Linked DNA regions of Sus scrofa: region 1 is linked to region 2. Evidence: chromatin contacts called from public Hi-C data. All regions are on one chromosome and are shown on one strand. Each heading gives the region's core, a stretch centred on a gene start, on an enhancer-like site or on the middle of the called end of the contact. The rest is flanking DNA. Distances are from core to core; before and after follow the strand shown.

What was found. A called contact is a pair of places that touch in the nucleus more often than the background predicts.
Region 1: a Hi-C map of embryonic fibroblasts shows a contact between it and region 2, with 4 times the contacts expected there. The contact joins the promoter of BMT2 here to the enhancer-like site in region 2. A contact is called at or near these places in 1 of 5 promoter capture datasets (liver) and 4 of 47 Hi-C or Micro-C datasets (embryonic fibroblasts, epiblast stem cells and liver).

The regions. Positions count from the first base shown.
Region 1 is chr18:32,797,019-32,799,718 of Sscrofa11.1, reverse strand. BMT2 (probable methyltransferase BMT2 homolog) reads right to left here and starts at 1,441. Exons shown (of 5, transcript XM_021079235.1): 1 at 1,185-1,441. The coding sequence starts at 1,344.
Region 2 is chr18:32,733,166-32,735,865 of Sscrofa11.1, reverse strand. All of the region lies in intron 1 of LOC100621238 (a long non-coding RNA gene), which reads left to right. Among named protein-coding and RNA genes, the nearest start is that of BMT2, 64 kb to the left of the region's middle. Within about 2 kb of position 1,330, at least 4 of the 83 cell types and tissues checked have an H3K27ac peak or open chromatin away from gene starts, as enhancers often do. A contact at or near this core is called in embryonic fibroblasts, where this site is marked.

The DNA.
Region 1 (2,700 bases), core at 192-2,691, 64 kb before region 2:
AACAAAAGACACTTAGCTTTAATCTTCTAGACTAAATGCAAAGTGTTTGTAATTCAAATGTAACCTGATTTTACCTGCCTGTTCCTTCACTCATAATTTTGCTTCTAATCCTAACTTAACTAAGTATAAGAGTAACACAAGAAGGCTCCCACTTTTCAGTCTTCTATTATTGCAATTAAACTAAAGCCAGTGCAAAAAAGAAAGTTATTCCTCATTTTGATCCTTAGAAGAAATATCTACTGAGCACATAAAAAATTTGAGAATTTTCACTGTCGATTTCCTATTAAAAAAAGCTCTGTAAAAAAAGCCTACATTTTAAAATACTAAGGATACCTGTAGATCCCAACTATAAACACTCCTCAGGCCCAACGAAAAGCTACTACAGCTTCTTCTTTTGCTCAAGATCTTCCATAAGAGAGGTCCCCAGCAATGGCAACCGGAATCTGTCCCCTTAGGAGAGTTAGTAGTTACACAGACCATTCGAAAATAAACAGTATTTCGAGCACCTGACCCAGATCTCTTCCTCTCCCACCTGAATAATAAGATCCAGAATTTGAAGAATGGGGGAGGGGGGCAAGGATGGAGCCCCTCCCCCTTTTAACAAGGTGAAGTCCAGTCAGCTAAAAGGCCTGCTGACTTGGCAGCCCTGGAAGCCAAAGCGAGGAAGCTCTTGCCCGGGCTAAACCCGCTGGAATGAGGTACTAGGTAGGGGGTCTGACGGGGCAGCAAATCAAACAGGCAGGTCAAATGCGAGGGAGTGCTTCTTTCAGTCCGTCTTTCTCGAATGGATTCTACCTGCCTTCGTGTTTCAGCTTCAGGTCTCTTGCAACAAGAGACCTCCACCTCCTGGGTGAGGGTCTATGTGTTGTATGTGTGGTGACAACAATCTCAGCACCCCAGCTGGGGACAGGGATGGGAGGAGGTGGGGACTCGGCTCCTCCAAAGGCCTGGAACGCTCCTGAAGGGCCCTCGAAGAAAAGGGGGCGGGAGGAGCGCGCCTGACGCCTACAGAGGACTCGACCAAGAAGGGGGCGTCCAGGCCTGGGTGAGCGGCCCTGGCAGGGGCTGACGTGCAGCTCCTTCAGGTTGTAATGGTGGCCTCGGGGGGGGGGGGAGGGGAGAGGTTGACAAGGGGCTGGGGGCGACGAGGCCGCCGCTTCCCCCCCGCTCAGCTCGCTGTTTACCTTCCCGGTACTTCTTGCGGAGCCGCCGGTGGACGCTCTTCACCACCCCGGAGAGCTTCTCCTGCTCCAGCTTCCGCTCTTGCTCCCGGGGCGGCGGGGTGCTTAGGGGCCCGGCCCCGTGCCCGCGAGCAGCGCTTCGGCCGCCGGCCCCCGGCTCCATATCGCTGCCGCCGCCGCCCCTCGGGCCCCCGCGGACGCCCGCCTGACGGAGGAGGTGGGGAAGGAGGAGGCAGCAGCGGAGGCAGCAGCGGGAGGAGGCAGCGGAGGCGGAGCGACGGCCTTGGAGGTGGACCCTTGCTCAAACACCCAAGCTGATTGGCGAACTCTGGAGGGCTGGGCGGAAACGGAAAAGGCCAAGGGCCAATGGACAGAGAGCGCTAGGGGCGCACCCGCTTGTTTGGGAAGGCGAGCAGCTGGAGGAGGCGGGGCTTGCAGGCTACGTTGTCGAGGCGGTGGCACTAGGCCAGACGCTTCTCTCCTTTCCCCGCCGCTCCTGGGATCCTGTGCGCAGGCGCTGTGGTGAAGCCACGGGAGACGCGCTGTGAGCCACGCGCTTGCGCGTCTGAGTTTGCTTAGGTTGGATTTTGTTCTCCCGCCCAGCTCTTTCACATTTTTCAGCCATTACCCTTCCTGCGAGTTATATTCTGGCATGATGTGATCAGGGTCCTCTACCTGAGCTCCCGCTGCACCTGGTCAGTTGTAGGTTCCCTTTAGCTGCATAGCGCTGAGAAGGGCTTTAGAAATGAAGGCAGCACTGGAATTTTGTACTTTAAGGAACCCAGGCATGGATGCTTTGTTAGGTGCAAGAAGAGGTCTAGCTAACAAGTACTGGTTTAATTCACGGGCCAGCAGTGGTTAATGCCTCTAGTTCCAGTGCTGAGCAAAAGACATAGAAATTGGAGAAAGGAGAGGGTCAAGAAAAACAATAGAAGATGGTGGAAAAGGGAGAATGGGTAGTTAAGAATCCACAACAGATGCACTCAAGAACTTTTATGGTGGTCCTCCCGGGTGTCAGAGAAAGACTGCTTTGGTCTAATTCGCAACAGAACTTGAAACAGTTTTATTTAAAGATGACCTGGATGACCTCCCACCCTTTAATTTGGTGGGTTAATCTATGCGGAGTGTGCCTAGGGGGTTTGGCAACTTGTTCTACCTCCTTAACTCCTGATTTCATGGGAAGCTTATGGGGAATGTGGTTACAAACTTCTGTCCCAGAAAGGTGGAAAGCTCTTTTCCAAAGAAAAGACTGCATTAGCTTGGAAAGTGGTACTTGGGCTGCTGGAGTGTCAGAGATTCAACCGGCTGAGAGCCCTTAATGAATTGTGCTAGGTTGTAGTTTTCAACTCTCCAGAGTTTATAACTCTCCAGAACATAGGGGGAATAACAGGGAGGAAGTAAAGGGAGAAATTGGTGAAATTTAAGATGGAAGATGTGTCCCTACCTGCCCAATGAAGAAGCAGATCAGACACAAATAAACTTCATAAGAACTAATTGTAATTATGAAGAGAAATTAAAC
Region 2 (2,700 bases), core at 81-2,580:
AATTTAATGGAAAGAGAGGTACTCTGAGCTTAGGAAACACAAATCGTCTGTATGTTGCAGACGTGACTCGGACCCAGTATTGCAGTGGCTGTGGTGTAGGCTGGCAGCTGCAGTTCTGATTCAACCCCTAGCCTGGGAACTTACATATGACAGCTACAGCCCTAAAAAGACAAAAAAGAAAAGAATAGCATTTTTCAACACTTGTTATTATCTCAGAAACCAAATTCTGAACAAGAAATCTTAATTTCTTCTGTTTCATCCAGTTCAATCTTAATGTGGAACTACCATGGAAATGAAAAGAATACAAATTATGCGTATATTGGGGATAGCTTGTTAGAAACCCATTAACTTTTAACTATCAGGATTTTAACCACTGGGGGTATTAGGTTAAAACTATTACTTAAGAAAACTGCAGATGCCTCCCTTGGGAGGAAATTAACTCAAATCTATGAGGCTAAGATGACAAACTCTACAACTAGATGGTATATACTTTAGCATCACTAATCAATTAAGCCTCATAATCCTGCTGAAACAGAGCTCTAGCTTTCTGGAGGACACATCAGAGGATATATATAACCTTCAACTGCAGACACCCTAGAGATCTCCATCCTGGGCAGCTATGAGGCTGCTGCTGGTTCCTCTTAGCTGCCTAGGGGGTGCTAGTGCCAGCAGGTTTCTAAATAACCCAGGTTTGAGCAACCTAATATTCCAGTGTTGATTAGGAGATAAAGAATTTTTCTTGGTTCTACTCCACCCTCTTCCCAGAAGTTCTACAGGGTGGATAATCTCTCCAAACCATGATTACTTTGTTTAACCAATAAGACCCAAGGGTGGCCTTGTGTGTGGTTAAAGAAAGTAACTTCTATGATGTGATTTATAAGACCCTCAGCAAGGACCCTGCTATAGCTTGCCCTACCCTCTCACTCCCCACCAATTTTCTCCTATAAACTTGGCATGTCTAGAAGGCTTCCAGTTACTTTATTAAAAAGGATTTAAATTATCTGGGGCACAATCATCTTCCCTGCATGAAATTCAAACTTCTGCTCACTCTGTTTTTTTGTTTGTTTGTTTGTTTGTTTTTGTTTTTGCTTTGTTTTGTTTTTATAATTCTGTGTTACTCAACATCAGTCTCTACCATATTAAACTAAACCATGGGTCATACAACTGAGAACTACTTCACAAAGTGACCTAGCTTCATAGGGGGTAATCTTCAAATCTCTCACTGACTACCCATTTTAAACCTTGCATTACTCTGGCCGTACCAGAAGTCAGCTCTGTGAATGCATACACCCATTGTTACTCCATCCGAGGCATTGCCAAGGGAAATTGTAATAGCAGAGACATCACCTCTGATTCATCCAAATGAAATTGAAACCAGCATATGCAACTCTGATCTCTATAACTGTAATAGTTTCCAACCTCTGTTTTCATCAGAACTGATTTACTCAAAGACAGTTTCGCCCAGAAGCTCAGTATTGATTGATGTGTTCAATAACTATTAAGCATTTATTATGTGCCAAGCACTGAATATTTGCCTCAATAAGTGGAAATGCTATCCATCCACCAAATAGGTCCAGACCAAATTCTGGGAGCCAATACAAACTAACCTTCCAAGCCTTAGTAGTCATCATTTATCACCTTCCCCTGTTCTGTATTCGGCAAACAATTGGTTACTATCTGAACTATCATGCTATTTTACTCATTTACTTTTACTGCCTGTCTCCCTCTCATTCTTCTTCAATGTAAACTCCTTTCATAGTTATGTTCCTTAAAATAGTGCTTAGCATACAGTTGGTAATGAATGACTATTTGTTAAAAAAAACAATAGGAAACAGAATAAGGTCCGTCTTCACAGAACGTTCATTAGGCAAAAAATGAATGATGAATAAACACAAACTGGGATGGGAACCACAAAGTAATAGATTTCTCTGTGGTCAGAGAAAGTGTCTCCATGCAGGTGACATAAAGGAAGTGAGCAGGAGGGAGTTAGCCTTGTGGATACCTGAGGGAAGAGGGGCTAAGGCAGATGGAAGAGGCAATGCAAAGGCATTTAAAGGCCTTTTTGAAGCTAGAGTGGAATAGGAGAGAGGGGAGAGTAATAAGAGATGTGGTCAGGGAGATAATGGGTTACAGTGGTATGGCTGTTTCTTTGAACATAACTCCTAATAATTTAGGTATCAAAGCTCATATTTTTCTGAGCAGTACACCTGGCAGGTATTTCAGGCTCCATGGAAGGTTTTTCACAAGTAATCTAATTGGTTCCACTGAGAACCAATCACTCTGGATGATATTAAATTTTTCTGGTGTATCTAATCACAATATATATAAAAGCCCAGGCCTGGGCATCTATCTGGAGAAAACCATAATTCAAAAGGACACATGCCCCCCCTGATGTTCATTGCAGTGGTATTTGCAGCAGCCAAGACATGGAAGCAACCTAAAGGTCCATCAACAGAGAAATGGCTAAAGAAGATGTGGTGCATATATACAATGAAATACTACTCAGCCATAAAAAAGAATGGAATAATTCCATATGTAGCAACATGTATGGACCTAGAAATTATCGTACTAAGTGAAGTTAGAGAGTAAAAGACAAACGTCATATGATAAAACTTATATGGGAATCTTAAAGGATTCAAATGAACTTATGTGCAGAATAGCAAACAGCAACAGACTCACAGACTTTGAAAAGCTTACGGT